2 separate regions of the Mus musculus genome follow, and region 1 is linked to region 2. Evidence: chromatin contacts called from public HiChIP or PLAC-seq data. All regions are on one chromosome and are shown on one strand. Each heading gives the region's core, a stretch centred on a gene start, on an enhancer-like site or on the middle of the called end of the contact. The rest is flanking DNA. Distances are from core to core; before and after follow the strand shown. Region 1 overlaps Mkln1os (muskelin 1, intracellular mediator containing kelch motifs, opposite strand). Region 2 overlaps 2210408F21Rik (RIKEN cDNA 2210408F21 gene).

What was found. HiChIP or PLAC-seq counts read pairs in DNA pulled down with a chosen protein or histone mark.
Region 1: a contact with region 2 is called in an H3K4me3 HiChIP or PLAC-seq map of bone marrow-derived macrophages, with 2.6 times the contacts expected there. The contact joins two enhancer-like sites. A contact is called at or near these places in 1 of 15 datasets of contacts at CTCF or cohesin (pro-B cells), 9 of 484 Hi-C or Micro-C datasets (the HL-1 cell line, Th2 cells, bone marrow-derived macrophages and 6 more) and 3 of 115 datasets of contacts at active chromatin or transcription factors (bone marrow-derived macrophages, embryonic stem cells and heart atrium).

The regions. Positions count from the first base shown.
Region 1 is chr6:31,369,142-31,375,522 of GRCm38.p6, forward strand. The region is part of intron 2 of Mkln1os (muskelin 1, intracellular mediator containing kelch motifs, opposite strand); the gene reads right to left. LOC115490343 (a long non-coding RNA gene) reads left to right here. Exons shown (of 2, transcript XR_003956274.1): 1 at 1-3,353; 2 at 5,541-6,381. Among named protein-coding and RNA genes, the nearest start is that of Mkln1os, 26 kb to the right of the region's middle. Within about 2 kb of position 4,095, at least 42 of the 459 cell types and tissues checked have an H3K27ac peak or open chromatin away from gene starts, as enhancers often do. A contact at or near this core is called in bone marrow-derived macrophages, where this site is marked.
Region 2 is chr6:31,281,845-31,288,360 of GRCm38.p6, forward strand. All of the region lies in intron 2 of 2210408F21Rik (RIKEN cDNA 2210408F21 gene), which reads left to right. Among named protein-coding and RNA genes, the nearest start is that of Gm38782, 42 kb to the left of the region's middle. Within about 2 kb of position 2,792, at least 87 of the 459 cell types and tissues checked have an H3K27ac peak or open chromatin away from gene starts, as enhancers often do. A contact at or near this core is called in bone marrow-derived macrophages, where this site is marked.

The DNA.
Region 1 (6,381 bases), core at 2,845-5,344, 89 kb after region 2:
CCACTCTAGGCTCCCAGAAGTAGAAATTCATTATGTCAATAGTTTTGGTGGTGGTGGTTATTTTTGTTTGTTTTTTTTTTTTTTTAGATTTCAGTTCTTCGTGCCACCCACATCCTTGAGTATGTCTCCTGAGACACATATGGGAGTCTGTCTGGGGTATAGATTAGGATGGAAATTGCCCCAAATTGATATGTACCTTTGACTTTACCAGGTTGCTTTAGAGGCTATTCTGCACAGTAGTAGCTTAACCATATTTTTCCCCCTCTCTCATCAATGATTTATGAGAGTGTCTCTTGCTCCACGCTGAGAACCAATGCCACCAAGTCTGTAAAGTCATCAGGCTGGAGAGATTGCTTAGTGGGCAAAGAACCTTGCTGGTGAGCCTGACACCCTGAGTTCCATGTCCCAGACCCACACAGTGAGAGAAGACTTCCTCATGTTGTCCTCTAATCACCACACCTGTGCTAAGGCCCACATCCGCTACATGAATACATGTAATTATTAGGAAATAAACATCTACCTGGGGCTCTCATAGATTCTAATAGCATAGCTTAAGAGGAAAATTGGAAACAGGTTTCAGATGTTTGATGGGTGGAGATCCTCTCTCCCCCACATGTGTGTATGTACAACAGCCTAACGCATTGACACGTGGGTGTTAGTTAACTGTATGTCACTGTGACTACATGCCTGACAGTGTCCGTTTAAGGGAGGGGAGATTTACGCTGGTTCATGGTTTCAGGCACTATGGCCCGTTATGGAAGGGAGACCGTGGCATTGCTGTTGGTTGGGCTTTGGCAGATTATTCACATTCTGGCTGGCCAGGAAGCAGAGAGCTTAATAGGAAAGGGGGCTGGGTTTTAACCTTCAAAACTCCACCCTCAAAGACTCACCTCTGCCAGTTATAGCTCCTGCCACACAGTTTGACAATCTTCCAAAACAGCGCCACCAGCTGGCACCAAGTGCTAGCACATGAACCATGAGAGAGTTCATACTGAACTGCCTACAGACACATCTATGTTGGCTGTGCTTAGATCATCAAGAAAGGTCTGCAAACCTTGCAGATACATATTTTTGTTTGGTTGGGGTTTTGTTTGTTTTGTTGTTGGTTTTGTTTTGTTTTTGAGACAAGGTGATATAGAAATTGCAATCCTCCTGCCTCAGCCATTCAAGAGCTAGAATTATGGACCACCACACCCACCCAGCACTGGAGATGCATTTGAAAGACAGCAGGATGTGATTTGCCAGTCCATAGGGTGGAACTTAAAGCCCTACCTTTGCCAGTTACACTGACAGGAGGTGGTTGGTCCCTTTCTCGATGCTTAGGACAGGGTACCCTTTAGAGCCGCCTGGCAGCCTGCTGGGCGGTGTCACTGTGTGGCTTTTTCAAAGCCCAGAGGAATCTGAGACGCAAGTGAGAGGAACGATGCGTGAAAACAAAAGGCAGTGGAAAGAGTGACCAGCCAGCAGGCTCCGGCAGGCTAGAACGCTCTGTCCTTGTTATTGCTGCTTCATGAAAATGCCGCGGGCCTTCTGGCAGGGTCTACAAGGTAGAAGCTTCCTGGGAAAACAAAGACCAGGGATGCGGACCTGGAGGTTGGGGTTCTAGTTTCCCACTTCCCTATGGATGCTCCACAGAGAGGTCAGAGACCCCAGCGCCCCCTGTGTCTGCTGACCTTTCTTCTGTCCTGGCTGCTTTCCCGAGAGGTTTTTCCCTCCCACTCACAAGCAGCGAGCTCTGGTCTCAGAGGCCTAGCAGGACTCAACTGGAAGAGAGGCTGGGTGGTGCCTGCTGTCGGTAGAGAGATCTAAAGGTCAGCAGAGGGGAAGCAGCCGGGCCCTCCATCCTGGCCAAGGCGCGTTTGTCACAAAGCAATGACTCTGCTTGAGATGTCCTCATTCCCCCTGTTTCCTTCTGAGCTCGGAAGGACTGGCTACTGCCACACTAAGGCAGCCTCTCTTCAATCTTCAAGAAACCAGGAAAGGGAAGAGCCCGAGTTTCTACTCCTTGGAAGAATTCTGGATTCACCAGAAGTCATCCTTCACATTCCCTCTTCAGAGTCTCCTTTCTTTGATCTATAAAATACCAGATTGCAAAGAAGGGACTTAGTCCACATTCTCCTTTTGTCTTAAAAAGTGGCTGTGAGGACAGCGGTAAAAATAGACCTTTGCGGATACAATAGGACTGAGTAGGGTGTGGTTCGCTGGCAGCTGCACAAGCCCTTGTTTCTTTTGGTCTTGGAATGTTCCAGACTTTGCCTCTGCCTGGTGAAATCCTAAAACACTAGCTTCAAAGTGGCTCCTTGGGAGTGAGACTCCTGTCTCTAGAGTCAGCCATTCCCTTCTTTCTGATCCCCTAGCACTTCACTCTTACAAAAGGCATACATTGGAGCTGTGGAGGGGGGGTCTCAGGAAGACCCCCCTCCTTTCTCTAGACCCTCTCTCTCCTCTCTCTGTCTGTCTGTCTGTCTCTCTGTCTCTCTCTTTCTCTCTCTCCCTCCCTCCTTTTCAGTACTACATGGTGGAAAGGGATTGAGGAAGACCCCCGACATCCTTCTGCATACATATACATATACACACAAATGTATACACACACATGCACACAAGCATATATAACATCATATTTTGTTATAATTGCTTATTTGGGATTATGCCTTATTGCTTTTCCTCAGCATCTATAGACTGTATTTTAGCATCATAGTTCCTTAATAGGTGTTTATCATATGAGTCAAGGTTTCTTGGCACTTGTATTTCTGTCTCAAGTGTTTATTTTGTCTGTTTGACTGCGTGCTTGCTGATTTTTTTTTCAGTGCTGTGGACAGGTATTCCTGTCCACACTCAGGAATTCAAACACACTAAACAAGTAGTCTACCATTGCATACCCCCTCTATCCCTGCCTCTGTTTCTCAATTAGCCCTGGCCTCTTCTTCCTTAGGGTGAAATGCTGGCCGTTTCAGTTCAATGTAGAATACAGGGTTTGCTAAAATGAAATGTAATTTCTTTCCTAAGGAATTGTTCTAGTAGGAATGTGTTTCAGATAGATCACTTCTGCTACAGGTACAGGAACTGTTTTCAGGAAACATTGCCACCATTACCTCCGAGAGGCAAGTTAGTGGTTGTTATTTTCCATTTACAGATGGGCAATTGGAAGTTTTCCTTTTCATTTACCAATCACTCTGCTTAAAGAAGTATGTGAGGAGTGTTGAGGGTTCCCAAGGTGTGAGAGACGGCTCTGAAGAAGGTTATCCTCCTCTCTGAAAGAAAAGACATTTGCACATGAAGGCAGCTGTGATTTGGGAGCCGTGATGTGAGGTGTGTGAATGGTCCCAGCAGAACTTCCAAATGGAATATAAAAGGTAGGTCAAAGAGTGTCCAGCCAGCAGGAGTGTGGCCATCACTGTGCCGTTTGAGGTGGATAGATTCTGTGCTGTTTGGTGTCCATTTGGCCTCTGTTGGTTTCTTGTGACTGCTGTAACAAATTAGCACAAACTGGCTGACTTAAAACAACAGAATTTTATTTTTCTTCCAGTTCTAGAGGCCACCAGTCTAAAATGAAGGTTTGGGCAGGGTCAAAGTCTCTTGAGGCTTGGAGGGGGCAGGGATAATCGGTCTCCTGTTTCTTCCAGTTAGTGATAGCCTCAGGCTTTCTTTGGTTCCTGGCCACTCCAGTCTAATCTGTTTCTGTGGTCACATGGACTCCTCCAACGTTGTAAACCTCCCCCTGCTACTCCCTGTAGGAATGTGTGTGACTGAACTAAGGTCCCACCCAGATTGTGGGCTAAGCCTCCCCTCTCATGACCCTCAACTGAAATCACGACTTTTGCCATGGAATGCAGTAAGTACCATTGGGTTCTGGAATCAGGCTGTGCACATTTACTAGGGGACAGGGAAGACTATATTCTTCTCTGCCCTGGGCTGTAGTTGATAATCTGTTACCCCCATGCTATGTCACCTGGCTTCCTTTGTCCTCTGGCTAACCCTTGGGCTTTCGAATGGGAGACATTAGTAAATCTCAGAGAGGAGGAGGAAGAGGCAGTGAGGCTCCCGTCTTTAGCAGGGTGCTCTCATGATCACTAGCAGTGATAGCCATGTTCTGCCATACTTCCTGTTCTTTCTGGGACTCTGTTCCCTTTTCTCTTCATCCCTGGCTTCTACTAACACGATTCTGCTAGTGCCTAGCACCCTAACTACCCATAACTCTGCCTATGCCCTGTAGATATGTCCTAACCACCTGATTTTCAAAGCCTCAGTTGATTATGACTTCAGGTTCCTGCCATGATCTGGGCTGATAAAAATCTCAAGAGGCAATGCCATTGTTTCAACAGAGCTAAACTCAGGGGACCACAAGCTATGCTGAAACAGCATGAAGTGCTGTTTCTATATCCTGCTGGTGTCTTGCTGTCATGACTCTTACCTCTGCTGGCCTTGCTCCATGGTGCTTCTTATTTTATTTTATATTTTATTTCATTCTTCCACCCATGCCATCTGCTGCCGCCCTGGTGTCTGCCACCGTTGACCGTGGCTGTCATCTTCCATGTGCCATTTATTTATTTATTTATTTATTTATTTATTTATTTATTTGGTTTTTCGAGGGTTTCTCTGTATAGTCCTGGCTGTGCTGGAACTCACTCTGTAGACCAGGCTGACCTTGAACTCAGAAATTCGCCTGCCTCTGCCTCCCAAGTGCTGGGATTAAAGGCGTGTGCCACCATTCCCGGCCTTCCATGTGCCATTTAGTTCAGTGCTGATGCCCTCTAGTTTTATTTCACACCCTGTCCCTTAAAGGGGCCCAGCTGGGTCAACAGTTATTGTCCCAGCATCATCAAAGAGTAGATTTAGAAGGATGAGAAGTTACTAAAGGTTTTTAAACATGGGGAGCAAGATAAAATCCATCTTAGGACTACTTACAGCCGGGCGTGGTGGCGCACGCCTTTAATCCCAGCACTCGGGAGGCAGAGACAGGCAGATTTCTGAGTTTGAGGCCAGCCTGGTCTACATAGTGAGTTCCAGGACAGCCAGGGCTACACAGAGAAACCCTGTCTCCAAAAAAAACCAGGACTACTTACTTGATGGCAGGAGTCAGTGTGGAAACAAAGAGAAAAGTTAAAAAACAATTATAATAGTCCGAGTGAGAATGTGGGGGTCCAAACCTGGCAAAGGGAAGGCTCCTGTGAGACACTCAGGAAATGAGGCATGCAGGAGCAAGCCAGTTATGAGTTCCCAGCTCTGAATTCCTTTTAGCACCAAGGTCTCATTCAATAGTTTTACTTTGTTTTCAAACAAACTTCACATTTTAAGGGAAATATGCAAATACCGCTCGGCGTGCTGATACTGACAGCATGATTTTTAAGATTTATTTTTATCTTTGTGTGTATGTATATATGTATGACATCATTATCAGCTATTATCTCTTGGAACACACTCAAGCGAATCCAAGAAGCGGTGGTCCTATGAAGAGAAATTGAACTTGAATATTTTATTTAGTTTATGTTTTCTAGAAAAACAGAACCCAAACTGAGACATTAAGCCAATGTTTTATTTAGGAGATGAGATCCTGGGGCAGCGGCGAGTTGAGAGGAAAAGGGAAGCAGAAGAAGACAAGGTCTGCCAGAGAGACAGACGGTATGCCTGCACAAGGGGCTTTGCACAATAGTACCTTGCTACAGGATGAAGCCATGCCTCAGATAAGGTCTTGGGAGGAGGAATGACAAGGAATTCACCTTCTCGGGGCCTTCCCCTTTCCTGTTTCCCAGTGGTCCACGTTCACTCCATTAGAAATCACTTTTCTCACATGCTGGGTCATGTCACCTGTTCCCACTGTTAGCTTCCTCACCAGCTACAACCAACTCGCTGTAGCACAGCCTTTAACCTTGGTTGAAGAGTACAGAGAAGCTAGAAACTTGCATCGGTACCTGTTGGGCCTGGTTGCTCCGTGGTAGAGGGGCAGGCGCAGGGGTAGGGTGGGGAAGCAGCTCTGGGTTGTAGGGCTATCTGGGCTACAAACAGAGGGAGTCACAGGCAGTCATGGTGAGACAGGATGGGCAACTGAGAATTTGGGAGACACTAGGAATAGACTCGGGGAGAGATGGATGGGGTAGAAAATGCCGTTGCATCTCCACAAGCACTAGAGCCTCAGAACCGGAACCACCCAGGGAAAACAGTCCTTTGAAAGCTGCAGGAGCAATAACAATTTATATCCCATATCTGATGAATCCTACACAGCGTTGACTAGTGAGGTAGGAACATGGGTTCTGGAGCCAGGCAGACTTATGCTTGTAAGTCACCCCGTGTGTGCAGTGGGCAGTTTCCTCATCTTCTCTGAGCCTCAGTTCCCCTGCCCTTTCTATGTGGATGATCAAAATAGTCAGTTCATGTTGTAGAGTT
Region 2 (6,516 bases), core at 1,542-4,041:
GCTGCTAATAATATCTGCTGTAACTGAAGCTCTAGGAGCTGAGAATGTATGCTTAGTGAATGTAAGGCCCCAGCTTCCTTTCTGGTACTAAAGACAAAGGACGGGTGGTGTGTATGCCCCTAATCCAGCACCCTAGAGGCAGAGAAGGGCAGATCAATGGAAGTTTAGAAACAGCCTGGACCACCTAAGAAGTTCCAGCTAGCCAGAGCTACGTGGTAAGACTGTCTCAACTGTAAACTGGCTTTCTGTTGACAGTTGTTGAATGTTCAATGATGAGTTTGGAAGTTTTGTTTGTTTATTTACTATTTTTCCTATCTTCAGGAGTATTTAACAGACAACTGCTTTAGATTGATGAATTCCTCCCTAAAGGGGGTTTTATAAATAAATTTATCAGTATTATTCAAAACTGGCCCGAGTTCAATATGTTAACAGCACACTTCAAACCTGTACACAAATCTAATGGCTCATGCTTTGGTTGAATTGAAGAGAGTAGACTCCTATAGTTTCATAAGTAGCGTTTGAAAATAAACATTGAGCTATTTCTGTGAGAAATGTAGTTCTTAAGCCAAGTCAGTGGTTCTGTAGCCGTCTAGTTTTTGACCATTTTATAAAATCTAGATAATCTTTCGTGTTACTTGGTTTGAGAACGAGATGGGGAACCAGGTGTAAACTCATCCCTGGAATACAAAACTTATTTATTTCCTTGTGTCTCTTTCCGTTTTGGTTTTGTTTACTTGTTTTTCTAGTTAAGAGAGCAAGAATCCAAAATCTACACTTAGCATTTTCTAAAATCACTTAAGAACGATCCATGTTTGAGAGATTTCTAATGTATCCTATAGAACTCTGTTATAAACAAGCATGCTGTCTTTGCTAAGAATAAATACAGAACAAGGACTATAAATAAATGGTGTGTTCTAAGAGGTCGAATTGTAGTGTCGCCTCTGTGAAATTTCTCACATTCTCTGCTGGCCCGGGCTTAGGGAGCGGTGATACGGGCTTAGGACTTCTGTATCCACAGAGTGTGCCTTGACACAAAAATATGCATAATCCCTCCGTAGGGTACAATTTTCACAGGTTGATAGCAGCACAAGAAAGCTTCTGAAATAGAAGTGGGGTCTGAACGTATTTGTCCCCACGAGTCCTGGGTGATTGACATGCTAGTGTGCTTGGTGACTTTTGGGGGTTGGGTTGCTTAGATTACAATCAAATTTTAAGGTGACCATGGGGTGAAACACACACTATCAGGAAGACATGAAGCGGCTTTACTACTCAAATAAAATTAAATTCCAGGAAATAAAATCCTTAAAGGGGCTGGTTGAAGAGAAGAGAGAAGACAATACCTTATCATTAAAAATCGATCAGATACTTACTAAGTGCGTCTCTGAGGATTCCTTACGTTTCAGCCACTGGCAGTTCTTGGATTACACAATACTTTCACATGCATTATCTTATTTGATCTTCTCAACAAGTAGGGAGGCCAGAGAGGGATCTAAGGATGAGGAAATGGCATCTCAGACTTAAGTGCTCCTGAAGACGGCCACGGAGCACGGGCAGGTGTTAGGGGGGTTCCTCCAAATACTTTGTCCTCTGTCCCTCTGACCTCCACCAAGTACTGTGCCATATTGTCTGAACAGAGGACTCCAAAGGAGAAAGATTATGTTCTCAACCCTCAGGGAGTTTATGGTCAGTTGAGAAAATAGATTTGCTAAGCAGAAGACTTTAAATTGTTAATCTGCAATCTGGATAAAATAGGCTGTAAACACAGTTGAGCTATTTTAATGGGAAGGTAAAATGCTATAAACTCTACCCTGTGCCCTGAAAATGAATACAGATCAAATGGATGTTTCTAAAGTTTTCCAGCCAGGCCATCATTGTCTTTGGGAGAAATCCTCAGCAGGAGGCAAGCCTTGGGCTGGTACATGGGAGCATGAAGATACTTGGTGTTCGGAGATCTTACTGGCTTCTGTTGTGTTTCGTACTAATAACTAGAAGCCTATGGGAGGTCCTCTTGGCCACTGTTCGGCCCTTTAAACCATTAGAGAGGCTCCAGTTTTAAGGGGAAGATTACCTGCAGGGGTTTCCAACCATTACCTGCAGGGGTTTCCAACCTCTTGACATTGCAACATCAACATCAGCATCTACAATGTTGTAGGCCACATCTGTAGCTGTCTTGGATGCATATAACCTATGTTTGCCAAGCTCCTGATTGTCCCAGAAGCAAAATTCCATGCTGCGTCTCTGTTGTTGTCTTTTCAGCAGCACAGGCCTGTGCTGAGATGAGACAGCTGTGGTCCAATCACAGTGTGTCCCTGCTTTTGTCTGTCTCACTGCGAGGTACAGTGTCTGGGAGGCCCCGTGGGGACTTGCCAACGCTTCAGCGAGCAGCTGGCCATGGTGATTTTACAAAAAGTGCCTAGCCAGGTTCAGCAGCCTCTTAGACAGTTCCAAGATCGTCTTCCAGATGCTCGTTGGTAAAGAATCCGATGGAATAGGCCTGCCTAGGGATTATGCCATAAGGTTTTGTCTGCTGTCAGGGAGGTCTTAAACAAACCACCCTCTCCCGTTGCAGCATGTGGGCTGTTAGGCATCATGCTGAGTAAACATGTTAACAGGAAAACCATTGGAGGTCCCATCAGAGCAACCCACCTCTCTACACTGAGCACCTTCGAGCCCACGTGACACGAGCCTGTTGACGATTAAGCCCGAGTATGCAGCCATGCCCGTTGGACCACTCTTAGCCTCAGAGTTTCATTCTTTGACTTCCTCTTTGAGGATGGAAATGGATTTCTGCTGAGTCACTGCAGCCTTCCTTTCCTCCTGTGGTTGTAAACACAGCCTCTGGAACTGGCTCTATCGCACACTAGCTGTGCAACCTTGGGAAAGTTACCAGAGAATTCTTGACGCCTTCCGTTCCTGATATGTGGCACCTATAACAGCTACCTCAGAAAGTTACTGCCCGGTTTTGGCCCCGGGGAGAGCTGTGAACACTGTGTGAGATGTGTTCTGGGCTGTGTTATTGTTTGCTCTTTGCTGCTGTTCCTCTTGCTGCCTGTTCCGAGTCTGTTCCGGGTACCGCAAGAATGAGAAGATAAAGTAGGTGCCCTCAGTGGGTATACAGTATATATGATAAATCACCGTGCATCTTCTTTGCTCAACAGGTGGGAGGAAGTCACAGCATCTACTTCTGAATCTGTGCTTGCCTTGAGGAAAAACGGCATGGCACAGGAATGTGGACGCTTTCAACCAGAGGATTCTGTACGACGGTGTCGGCACACAGTAAGTGCCGAGCACCATAGAAACGGTTTTTCCGCTTTAATTGTTAGGCTGGCAGAATGAGTGCTGAGACCGAGCATGTGGCCGGAGGTTGAGGGCGAGGAGGTGGTGGTGCTCCTGGGGACGTCTTCCAAGAGGCAGTATCCTTGAGCTCGGCTCTGATCAGTGAGTAGGCGTTAGCCAGTAAGAGAAGAGGGCTAAGAGTGTTCCAGGCAGAAGGAACATTGTGTGCAGAGTTAGGGAGGCGTGAAACAGCACAATACACTCGGGGAACTCCAAGCAGGCAGAAGTACGAGTGGCGCCCCATCCTTACTGAGACATACAGCGTGCGTTTGTTAAATTAGTATTAGAGATTGGAGGCTGGGAAATGTAACGTTGCTTGATCATTCGGGCCTGTAGCATTAAGGAGGAACAACCATTGAGGAGGAAGTGGCTAAGAGGCTTTTAATTGTTCCCTGTATACGTGCTCAGTGCTGTCTTGGATCTGCATCAACCACTCCTTTTTTTTTTTAACCCCCTTTCCTTTTTTTTTAATTTTATTTTTTATTTATTTATCTTTTTGCTTTTTTTTTTTTTCCAAAATTGAGATAAATTTTCATGTAGCCCAGGCTGGTCTCATATTTCCTGTGTAACCAAAGATACCCTTGACTTCTGTCTTCCCTGCTTTTACCTCCAAAGTGCTGAGATTACAGGCCTATGCCAGCATGCCCAGTTTTATGCGGTCATGGGGTTCTAGTCTTGGCCTTTGTGCAAACTAGGGCAAGCGTTCTATCCACTAAACCGTATCCTCAGCCCCTTCTTATCCTCTTCTACGGGAAGTAAACCCTTTTCCTCCAGAATGACAGAGATGAATCCGAATGGAGAAGCTGGGGTCCCAGAATTGGTACCAACACTTCTATGGGTAACACATTGCTTTAGATCAGAGGTCAGCAAACCCTGTCCTAAAGGTCGGCCCCAGTGCAGTGCCCTGGCCTAGGAGTCCATCTACTAGGACAGTTCATCCCTCTGTACACATTCGCTCATCCTCCTACAGGTTGGCCTATGCTCGGCCAGTAACAGCAGGTTCAAGAGAGACACTGGAGGTAGGCCCTTGAGGCTCGGCTTGGACTCAGCACAGTTACTTCTGGTCCATTCTGATAGCCAGAGCCAGAGAGAGGCACAAAGCCAACCTGGATTGGAAGGGTCCAGCATGCAGCCCCAGTTCTTGATCAGAGCTGCTGCAAAGCGACTCTGCAGACAGCAGGGAGACTGGAGGGACAGAACCTGGCCGTGTTTGAAATCCCAAGCAATCGATCATACTCTGGAGCAGCACGCATCCCAACCACAGATTTTTTTTTTTAAATGTCGTCTCTGGGTCTCACGGGGAAAGATGTATTCATCATACCTGTCTGTTCAGCCCCCACCCACAGCTATGAGTCATCACTCTCTTCAACTGAAGGGACCATTATCCTCTAGCACATGACAGACACAGAGGGGGAGGAGAATGGGGCTCCTTGGTGAGGCCCAGACCCACATTCCTGCCCCTACCTGATGAATTTCACTAGGGAACCAGGCTCGATTTTAACCCATTAAAGACATAAAGCAAATTGTTATCCCAGATGAAACCAGTGGCTGAACTGAACATCCTTTGGGACTAATGTCTAAACAGACCTACACAAAATACTCTTGCTCATCACTCCGTGCCCCACTTAAATGCAGGTGGCATTAAAATTGGTCACTGATGTCTCTCTGTCTAGATGGGACTGAACCAACAGATATGGGACAGCTCCTTTACTCACTAGCTGTTGGCTGGTACCCCACCCCCACCCCATTATTGCTCTCTCTCTCTCTCTCTCTCTCTCTCTGTCTCTCTCTCTGTCTGTCTGTCTCATGTGTCCAGTGTGTGTGTGTGTGTGTGTGTGTGTGTGTTGTGTGTGTGTGATGTTTCTATTTCTTGGGGTACATGTGCGTGTGTGAGGAGGTCAGAGGTAAAACATGGAATGTCTTCCACAACCACTCTCCATGCCGTTTTGTTTTGTTTTGTTTTGTTGTTTTTCTTTGTTTTTGTTTTGTTTTTGTTTTTGTTTTTGGAGACAAGTTGTCTCTGATCCTGGAATTCATCAGTTTGGCTAGACTGGCTGACCAGTGAGCCCAGGGCTCCCCCCATCTCTGCCTCCCTGCCACTGGGGTTAAAGATGCATGCCATCATGCCTGACTTTACAAGGGTACCTGGCATCCAATCCCAGGTCCAGATGCCTGCACAGCAAGCATTCCACCAACTGAGCCACCTCCCTAACCCATGCTCCTGCTCAGCTTGTCAAGATAGGGTCTCACCCTCTAGACCTGATTGGTCCCGAACTTGTGGCAGTGTTGAATTTATAGTCAGGGGCCGCTGTGTGATTTTTTTTTAAAGTTTCTTGCCAGAAATTCATCACTGTTATCAAACTTGTTTCAATAAAGAGTGTTTAGTATAAAGAACAAGGATGTCAAAAACCCTTCATTGCAGTCCTTTCCCTGGTGCCAGGGGATGGCAGAGCACAGAACTCATAGATAACACTTGTTTGTTAAGAACTTCCTGAAAGGTGACAAACAGAAACCAAACTTTCAGTCAGACAAAAACCACATGGCTTAGGTTTGAGAATATTCCTTCTGTTCCAAAGCCACTCAGGGGTCCTTCGGCGTCTGCAGGAAGCTGACGCCCTGACACCAACTTCCATGGAGTTGCTGCTGTTGAGACTTCTGTAGGAACAGCATTCGTGGGTGGAAGGAACATGCCAGATCTCAGGGAACTATTAGATGCCTGTTGACTCAGGCGGCAGGACCAGCTGTGAACAGGAATGTATTTTTACGTAGCTGCAGTGGAAAGGAACAGGCCTGTTGAAATTATTGCCGAGGTGGGGACAGAACCTGCTGGGATATTTGTGGAAGGTTTGGTTTATGGGGGATGAGGAGATAGAGCTGTCTCAGGAGGTACAGCTTGAAGATTCTAAATTCAGAATTAATGCTGGGCATAATGGCACATGCCTTTAATCCCAGCATTTGGGAGGTGAAGGAAAGGGGATCAGGAGGTCAAGACCAGCCTTGGCTACATGAGACACACACACACACACACACACACACACACACACACACACACAGAGAGAGAGAGAGAGAGAGAGAGAGAGAGAGAGAGAGAGAGAGAGAGAGAGAGATTTTGATTGATTTTCTTGGATAGGTCACATGATTGAATGATATAGCTACCAGGTAAAGTCCTTTCAAAATTAG